Linked DNA regions of Mus musculus: all the other regions are linked to region 2. Evidence: chromatin contacts called from public Hi-C and HiChIP or PLAC-seq data. All regions are on one chromosome and are shown on one strand. Each heading gives the region's core, a stretch centred on a gene start, on an enhancer-like site or on the middle of the called end of the contact. The rest is flanking DNA. Distances are from core to core; before and after follow the strand shown.

The links. Hi-C and Micro-C count contacts between places; a contact is called where the count stands out from the background. HiChIP or PLAC-seq counts read pairs in DNA pulled down with a chosen protein or histone mark.
Region 1: a contact with region 2 is called in a Hi-C map of liver, with 1.7 times the contacts expected there. The contact joins the enhancer-like site here to the promoter of Degs1 in region 2. A contact is called at or near these places in 16 of 39 promoter capture datasets (the 3T3-L1 cell line, 3T3-L1-derived adipocytes, the C10 cell line and 11 more), 1 of 15 datasets of contacts at CTCF or cohesin (CD8 T cells), 13 of 484 Hi-C or Micro-C datasets (the 3T3-L1 cell line, the C10 cell line, CD8 T cells and 6 more), 12 of 115 datasets of contacts at active chromatin or transcription factors (CD8 T cells, the HPC-7 cell line, the SCID.adh cell line and 6 more) and 3 of 9 other capture datasets (adipose tissue, liver and pancreatic islet).
Region 3: an H3K4me3 HiChIP or PLAC-seq map of bone marrow-derived macrophages shows a contact between it and region 2, with 3 times the contacts expected there. The contact joins the enhancer-like site here to the promoter of Degs1 in region 2. A contact is called at or near these places in 4 of 39 promoter capture datasets (the 3T3-L1 cell line, the C10 cell line, embryonic stem cells and 1 more), 2 of 15 datasets of contacts at CTCF or cohesin (the NIH/3T3 cell line and large pre-B cells), 36 of 484 Hi-C or Micro-C datasets (3T3-L1-derived adipocytes, the AML12 cell line, the C10 cell line and 31 more), 11 of 115 datasets of contacts at active chromatin or transcription factors (the 230-238 cell line, the HPC-7 cell line, the SCID.adh cell line and 6 more) and 3 of 9 other capture datasets (adipose tissue, liver and pancreatic islet).

What each region holds. Positions count from the first base shown.
Region 1 is chr1:182,248,222-182,251,016 of GRCm38.p6, reverse strand. No RefSeq gene overlaps it. Among named protein-coding and RNA genes, the nearest start is that of Gm33887, 8.2 kb to the left of the region's middle. Within about 2 kb of position 1,281, at least 13 of the 459 cell types and tissues checked have an H3K27ac peak or open chromatin away from gene starts, as enhancers often do. A contact at or near this core is called in extraembryonic endoderm stem cells and liver, where this site is marked.
Region 2 is chr1:182,281,543-182,284,369 of GRCm38.p6, reverse strand. Degs1 (delta(4)-desaturase, sphingolipid 1) reads left to right here and starts at 1,569. Exons shown (of 3, transcript NM_007853.5): 1 at 1,569-1,748. The coding sequence starts at 1,667.
Region 3 is chr1:182,324,423-182,327,297 of GRCm38.p6, reverse strand. Fbxo28 (F-box protein 28) reads left to right here. Exons shown (of 5, transcript NM_175127.2): 3 at 906-1,044. Among named protein-coding and RNA genes, the nearest start is that of Fbxo28, 16 kb to the left of the region's middle. Within about 2 kb of position 1,262, at least 17 of the 459 cell types and tissues checked have an H3K27ac peak or open chromatin away from gene starts, as enhancers often do. A contact at or near this core is called in bone marrow-derived dendritic cells and bone marrow-derived macrophages, where this site is marked.

The DNA.
Region 1 (2,795 bases), core at 32-2,531, 33 kb after region 2:
AACTTAGGAGGTTCTCACAGCAGTGCGACAAACACCTGCATTCCAGCAGAGATTGTGAAAACAGAGGACTGACATCTGGGGCACCTCTGGGTGATGAGTAATGGGCAGGCAGCCAGAGGCACTAAAGACTTCTACCCTGACGCTGAGAGCAAAGAGGAACAGCTGTGTAGGCAAAGCAGGAGGAGGCTCTTGGAGGCCAGATGGCTATCCATCTTGTTAATCACTGTGATCTTCAAAGATTGATGGCTATGATGCATGCTGGGCCTTCTACCTTCTCATCTACTCCCTGGTAGCCATTTGCCTTGGGACTCTCCCTACCCCTCGGGGACAAGAGTAGGAGTTGACTCACATTGTCCCACATTGTCAAAGAAGCATCCAGAAGGAGATAAGTACCCAGATCATCTTACTTCTTAAATCTTTGAAGTTATGTTAAGAATGCAGATCTCCCCCTCCCCCCCAGGAGACTAGTCTCTTTAGTGGGTAGATGTAGTTGGACATGCCGGATTATCACTTCATATTTGCCTAAGACATTGCCTCGCCAAGACAGCATGAATGTTATTCTTGGTGCTCAGAGAGAAAAGATGGAAGTGAGGATGGCAAGCTTAAACAGCACTCTTCACTGTCAAGAAGCCTAAAACTCCAATACTAATGTAGCTGTGGGGTTTTTTTGTTTGTTTGTTTTGTTTTGTTTTGTTTTGTTTTGTTTTGTTTTGTTTAATTTCTCCCACACCTCAATGCTAAAGATTGAGGCCAGGAGCTTATACCTGACAAGCCCTTCACCACTGAGACACACGTCTGGCCTTTTAATTTTATGTTTAAAGTACTTTTCAAAATCAGATGAGGAATTATCAGGTGACCTCCTCCATAGGCTACAGTGTTTGAATACAAGATAACCAGCTCGAGGTCGACAGAGGCAAGCAGCACCTACAGTAGGGTTTTCTATGCAGAAGCCATCTGTCCTGGGCATGTCACACCAACCAGACACCACTTACTGCCCTAGTGGCAAGGTCCTCTCTTAGGCAAAAGGGAAACACGAAACTGGGCAGAAGACTTGGTACTAGCTCACCATCCGTGTCAGCAATGTTTAGCACAAAAAGTGCAGCAGAAAACTGGAGCCTGTGACCATGAGAGCATGGCAGGTGTAATGCCAGGTATTTCTGAACACGGGAGCTGATCTTTTTCACCAGCAAAGGTGCAGACAGCCACGGATTAGAGTTCAGGCTACAGAAGGTCACCTTGAACAACCCCAATTGTCCTCTTTGATGAAATATGAACACTGTCAACTGTCCTACTACGGGTTGGGGGCATTACGTAAGAGAAGGGATGGGTGTCTAGTTGTACACGGGGACTACTTTAAAATGTCCGTCTTCCTTTCTGTTTGCAGGAGTGCTGGCAACATGCCCTGTGTCATTCACTGACCCATTTTCTGATCAGTAGCTTTTCAATTTGCACCAAATTAGAGTGGATAGAAAACAAGAAACAGCCTGAGCAACCAGGACACACCGTGCGGTAGATAAGCTACGCTCCCAGAGAGCTTGAATCTGGTCCAACACACCGTTGTAAGAAAGGCCTTTGTTTTCTTTCTCTTTCAATCTTTCTTTCTTTCTTTTTTTTTTTTTTTTTTTTTTTTTTTTTTGTTGTTGTTAAATCGCTTTTAATCTTTAGCACTAGGTTGTGTTCGAAGCCTGCTGATAACAAGCACAGAGCTGTTCACATTTGTTAACTGTTTAAAGTCCCTGGCCGCTACTTCTGATTTCCCTTCCATCCTTAAACATTCGTGTCTCCTGATGCTGGCTTTCTGGCTTTCAGTCTTAGACTGGCCTCCCTCTTCTCCTGGGGTTCAGATGCACCCCCTCCTTGTGTCCTTTGCTCACTGCTGTCTCGCTCCACTGAAGCGTCTGTGAAGTCCTCAGTGTCTGTAAGCATCTGTGAAGTCCTCAGGAAGAGGAACTGGATTTGTTATCCTTCATAGCCTCTCTTCTCTTTCGTGTGCACTTTCCCATTTAATTATGCGAGAAGAACTCGAAAACTTTCATGGAATGAAGTGGAATAATGATTTAGAAAACAAAACCAAGCAAGCAAAAAAGGCAGTCAGACCTGTGTCAGAGCCAGAATCAAGTATAGTCAATGCCATAAATAAAAAGAGAGAGAGAGATTAAATATGTCACAAACCAAACCCTTCAAAAGCATAGGGACTCCACAAAGACAGAGAGCACTGGGAAGGACTGAGTTCAGGAGAACTGAACAGCAGATGGTGATAAATGAATATAGCACATTGAAAATAAGAGTGGAATGGCCTGTCCACTGCCACACTGTGTGGCAGGCAAAAGATACCCGGAGGCCCAATGGCTGTGTGACCTACCCACAGCGGGAGCCACTCTAATGTGTAAGTATGTGTTGGAGAGATGGGCTAGGAAGAGAAACAGAACGGTTTGAGCGCTTCAAAGAGAGGTGGATCTGAAGACTTGAGAGTAGAGAGGAATAGTCTGACATGAGTAGCCTGCTCTGCCACCTGAAACCAGGGTAAAGTCCTGGCCTGTGCTGCCACTGAAGGCCACATCTGGACCTGTAACCATGCAGCAGCAGGGTCTATGCTGATGTCTATGACCTATGTCACCATCAAAGGCCATGTAGACGCCCCTGGTCTGGGCTGCTTCCTGGGACCGTGTTGATGTCCAAGGGCTGCACAGAGATAGCCCAGTCCCTCACTGACTGAGGCACTTGGGAGAGCTGGCTCTGTCCCTCTCGAGCTGCCTCATTGGGTAAGCTAATGTGGCAGTACCGGAGAGCTTGCC
Region 2 (2,827 bases), core at 320-2,819:
AGGCTGGGTTTTATCGGTGCACTTGCTCTGTAACCAAGGCAATCCTGGAACTTGTGATCTCTGCCTTAGGCTTCTGCTCAGTTGGGATCACACACAACTGGGCTAACATGCCCGGCAAGAATTTCTTAATACCTTCACCTACCCAGATGATACTTTAATTAAATAGCATCACATCAGGGGCTAGAGAGATGGTTCCGTATTTGAAGAGTTCCTACTGCTCTTGCAGAGTTCAGTTTCCAGCACCCATGGAAGGTGGGGTGTCTTTCAACGGCATGTAACTCAGCTCCAAGGGATCTGACACCCTTTTCTGGCCTCTGAAAGCAACTGCACCCAGATAGATAGATCTTTAAATAACATCACATCATTTTAACCCTTCAGAATAAATAAGACTGATACATCACAGCTGGCTAGTTTATCCTTTAAGTCCCTGTTAATTTGTTGGTTTTTTTTTTCTCCTTTATTAGAGAACACAAAATTCCCATATCGTTTCCTACAGTGAGATCTTGCTGATGGTATCCCATAGTTTAGCAGATTCCTCTGTAGTTTGTAGTTTTCTATACATGAGCAGTTGTACTTCCAAGACTTGTCAGACTTGGATGTCTGTCTCTCTGTGTCCCCACCTCTCCCGTTGTGGTATGCATGTGCAGTGGTGTGTGTCTGTGTCTGATTTATACTCATGACCACTTGGCTTCTTTAGGAAAGTCATCTGGTCTGCTAATCCCTAATCCTGTAATCTTAATCTTAATTAGCAGTTCCTTTCACTTCCAGGCTCCACGGAGAAGCCAGGGCTCTTAGTCCATCCACCTGCTCGGCCCGTGCTCCAACTCTGTGCCACACCTCTAATCCCTAAACCTCGTAAGTGAAGAAATGATAGGCATTTTGAAATCAAATCTCCCCTGCCTCCCACAGGAAGTTGCGGGTGATCACTTCTGTGACACGGGAAGATGCATGATTGAGCAACCATTAGTGTAGGGAAACATCAGAACCACCAACTCCACCCCATCTCTCCCTTCCCTTTTCTTTACTGCATTGTTCAGACAAGTCTGAAATTCCACTGGGAGGCAAGGGCAGGCCCACCGGCTGGAGGATAACCTAGGCTAGGTAGTGAGAACCTACTTCAAGAAACAAAAGCAAACATATGGGGCGGGAGGGGTGAGGAGGGGCGAAGACGGGAGAGAGGGGAGAGAAAAGCAAAGAGAAAAAAAAAACTTTTTTAAAAATTAGATTTTAGTTGCCACACACTCCAAATCTCTGGAGGTTTTAGTTCCAGAAGGCAACCAAACAGGGCTCGACAGATAATTTGCTATTAAAAGTTAAGCGAAATATGGGCTCGTTGCCACTTAATCAAAGCCAGTGATCTTCCGAACTCAAGGAGAGGTAGCCACCCCATGTACTCCACCCACTGAGGCGCTAAAGCGAGAGCCTTATCCAGCCGCAAATCTTTCCTTCTCTTTTCACCTTTTCCCAGGCTTCGTGAGCCTACAAGGTTCTTGGCTGCCGACCCAGGTCCCGCCCATCGCCTCCCACGAGGGGCGTGGTCATTGCGGGGCGTGGCCTGAGGCCCCGCCTCTGCCCGCGTCCCCGCGGCTTATCGACTAGAGCCGGGCCTCGAGCTGCCGCCGTCCGGACACGAGCCGGAGGCAGAGCGGGTCCACAGGCCGCAGCCATGGGTAGCCGCGTGTCCCGAGAGGAGTTCGAATGGGTCTACACGGACCAGCCCCACGCCGCCCGGCGCAAGGAGATCTTAGGTGAAGACTGGACCCCGTTATGTGCGCGTGGCCGCGTGCGGGCCCTGAGCGGCCTCCCGTGCGCGCCGTGCGAGCGCGGCCTCCGCGGCCCCTTCCAGCCGCTCCGCTGCTTGGCCGCCGGCGCGGGCTCCGGGCGGGCGGGAGAACCGAGGGATGAGGGATCAGCGCGCCGCCGCTCGCTGCTAGCCCTTCGATGGTCATGTGTTGGAGGCCTCCGCCGGCCTGTGAGCTGAGGGTCCCCAGGTAGGGCGATCCGGACTCGCCCCTCCTGCTCCGACAGTCGAGGGTGACCCCCGCTCCTGGTGGAGCGGTAGGCTCGAGCCCGGACGCCTGCTTGGCTCAGGGCGTGGTCCAGGGGCATCCCCGGCCCCGGGAGCCTCAATCACGTGGTCCAGTCAGCTGCAGGCCTAGCGGGGGACCAGGTTCGGGTGACCCTAGGCTTCCCAGACCGGATGGCTCCTGTGAGTTTTTATTCCAGTGATCTGCGGGACCGGCTGCATAGGAAAGGCGCGCAGCTTAGCCTCCCGGACCTTAGGACAGGCTAGGCCTGATTTAGGAGAGTATGGGGGGCGGAGGGGGGGTTTCCACGTGAGATAGAGAGGTCTCTTATCCCACGTAGGCTGCTCTTAAGAATAAGGACAAATTGTTGGGTATGAGCTTTGCATATATGAACCAGTTCAATTTTTCCTTTCCAGTACTTTGCCTGAGCCGGCATTTTAAAAGATGAAGTAATGTTTAAGAAGATTCCAACATCTTCATAATTAGACTGCAGCCAAAGAGTCTGCCTTTTTTCTTTTCTTGGTGCTAGATATAGAAAGTTGTTTTAGTTTGTTTGTTTTGATTTAATTGAGAGAATCAATGAAAGGCCTTTTAATATGAGGAACTGCCTCATATCCACCATTTTCACACTCTTTCTTAAAAATATTTGCCTAATGGGGGAGGGGGCGGCGAGGCCCTGGTTTCTGCAGTAGTTGCTAAACTTAGACATTACTTGTTTCGCAAATCAGAGTGACTAGCTGCCGTTCAAATGGACTTTATTTTTCTAGTGGAATTCACGTTCAGGGGATCCCTGGTGCTAG
Region 3 (2,875 bases), core at 13-2,512, 43 kb before region 2:
GGTCTCCAGCAGAGCCAAAACACACACTGCACAGATGTTCTTGGATCTTTATTCATAATCAAATGTAGGAAGGACCCAGATGTGTAAAGGGATGACGCCTGTGTATAAGGGGATGCTATTCAGCAGTGACAGGTCAATGCTAGAGCAGAGTGAACTGTGAGCTGTAGCAAGTATGAAAGCCAGGCACAAAGGGCTGCCCGGCACGGTCCTGTTTACTCCAGTGTTCAAAGTAAAGGCACTATAGAATACACAGAAGGACACAGGAGTTGCCAGATGGGCACCTGATGAGTCCAGGCTTCCTTTTCATGGTGATGAAGGTGTGCTGAGTTTAGAGAATGGTGATGGTTGTGCCCCTCTAAATACAGTCTGCTCTGCGTAACTGCATACTAAATAGGGTGTGACGTTGCTACAGTGTATGCACAGCGGCCTCCTAAATAAACATACTGACTTACTGGACCTAGCATAGCCAACAAAAGAAATCTAATGTTCCTGTGTGTGTGTGTCTGTGTGTGTGTGTGTCTGTGTGTGTGTGTGTCTGTGTGTGTGTGTCTGTGTGTGTGTGTGTCTGTGTGTGTGTGTGTCTGTGTGTGTGTGTCTGTGTGTGTGTGTCTGTGTGTGTGTGTGTGGGGGGGTTCAAACCTAGGGCCTCACAGACCCTGGGCAAGTGATCTACCACTGAGCTACACTGCCAGCTTTATCTGTGTCTTCAAAGTGATTTTCTTTTCTACAGATGTCTTGTTGGCAATGGTTCTTGTTAAAGAAACCTGAGCATTACAATTCTGACCTAGTTCCAAATGTCTCAATTAGCATGTTGAAGTTCATCTGTTTATGCTGCTCAGATTAGCTAACAGTTTACCCTTTACTACTGCTTTCATGGTTGCCAGTGACTTTTATTGTTATTTTAGGAGAGAGTCAGAAAGAAGAAACCATTCTTTAGCTCGTCATGCAGACATCCTTGCCGCTGTGGAAACGAGGTTGTCACTGTTGAATATGACCTTCATGAAGTATGTGGATTCCAACCTCTGTTGCTTCATCCCAGGAAAGGTAACCATTGCTGCAGACCCAGCAAGCTGGGCTGCCCAGGAGAGACCAAGTCTCACAAACATTTAAGCGGTGTTTGTGATGTCAGAATTACTTAACCTAAAGGACTTTTTATTGGTGGCTATGTTTAGCTTTTCTGTGCAGTTATTAATATGTATCATTCATGTGATCCCAACATTTAAAATTCTAATTATAGAATGCCAGAAGGAAGTGAAAGTCTTGGTAAGGGTTCATAGTTAAGAAAACATTTTGACCTTTACAGTCAAAATACCAGAATTAGTGCCCTGAGCAAGACATGCTGTGTTGCCTTCAAGATTGTTGCAGTCTGGGGGAAGGTAGGGTGGAGGGTATGCTGGGTTTGATTTTTGTTTGAGAAGTGTTTTGTAATGGTGAGCTTAGAAGTTTTCAAATTTGACCATGTATACTTGTTTTGTGGCGATACACCAGAGCTAAGGAGTCGTCCCCTTTACCGCACTAAGTGTGACACTTAGTAAGTAAGCAGATCCCTCTCCCCCGCCATACTACAACGACCTGAAACTGCTGGAAGCGTCCGTCCTCATTGTTGAATTAAGTGTAGATTCAAGTGACATAGAGAAGCAGTAGAAATGGATTTAAAGATCATTTTGCTTCTCGATAGACACTGGCAAAAGTGCTTTCAGTGCTTGGAACTTATTAATGCCTAATGAGGTTATTTCCATAAACACTTACAGAGGCAATACTGTGTGCATTCTCAATTTGCAATAACATCTTTCTTGGTGGCTTATAATTTTATTTCAAATCTTCCTTGTTATCTCTTTACTTCTTTTTATGACCTACAAATGCCTCTGTAAGCTACTGTAAGATAGCCTCAGGTTCAGATGAATACACCAGATCTTATCTTGTGTGCAGCCCTTAACTCTTTGCGTGCAGCCCAAGGTCCTTTGAGCCTGTGTGCTTGTCCTCCCCAGTAGACAGCCACTCAGGTCTCAGTTTTAGTAATAGAAGCATCTGAGACCCAGCTTCCAGTTTCCTCCCATCAGAGATCGTGCAGCCAGCTGTAACAGAGGGCTCTGTGGCTGCATTGGGTGCCTGCAAAGATGAGGCTTGTGTATGTGGTCTTTGCAATTGTTGCCAGCGTTGGTGTGGGTTCACATGGCTGAAGCAGATGTGTGCGGCCTGAGTGAGCAACTGCAGTGAAGTCCACTTGAGTTCCGCTCCTTTTGGAAACGACTTGTTGGCTCCTCAGTACCAAACCAGTAGGCACTAGTGAACACATCTTCAGGTCTGCAGATGCTCTGAGTCCTCAGCACTGCTAGGCAGCCCTCCTTGACTGGGCCTTCGTTTGTCCGCAGTAGAGCTCACCAGAGAGCGCCTTTCTGTGACCTTCACCTCAGAACATGGACTTCTTCTGTCCCCTCTCTTGCCATTGCTGGACTGTGCTGCGTTTAGGAAGCACACGCTCATTGTCAGAGCACCTTCATATGTGTTTCCTTCCTTGCTTCCCACAGCCACGAATGCTCATGGGCCATTCCTGTTCTGACTCATGGGCAAGAAACCAGAGGCCTAACCTGACTCCACCCGCTGCTTACTTCCAGCCTTCCTCACTACAGGCCCATTGCTGCACAAGGGGTTTTGCTTCCAGCAAATAAGTGCTTGACTGGAAAGAACCAAGAATTTTTATTTTTATTCAGACATATGTTTTATCATACATGGGTTTTTATTTGTTCTTAAAATGACCTTCTATAAAAGCTTATGTTTTATCTAAAACAACAGCATGTACACTCAATAATTGTTTTTTTTAATGTGTTACTGTTACTTTTTATATTTCTTACTAAAATAGCTCATTTAAGCCAGG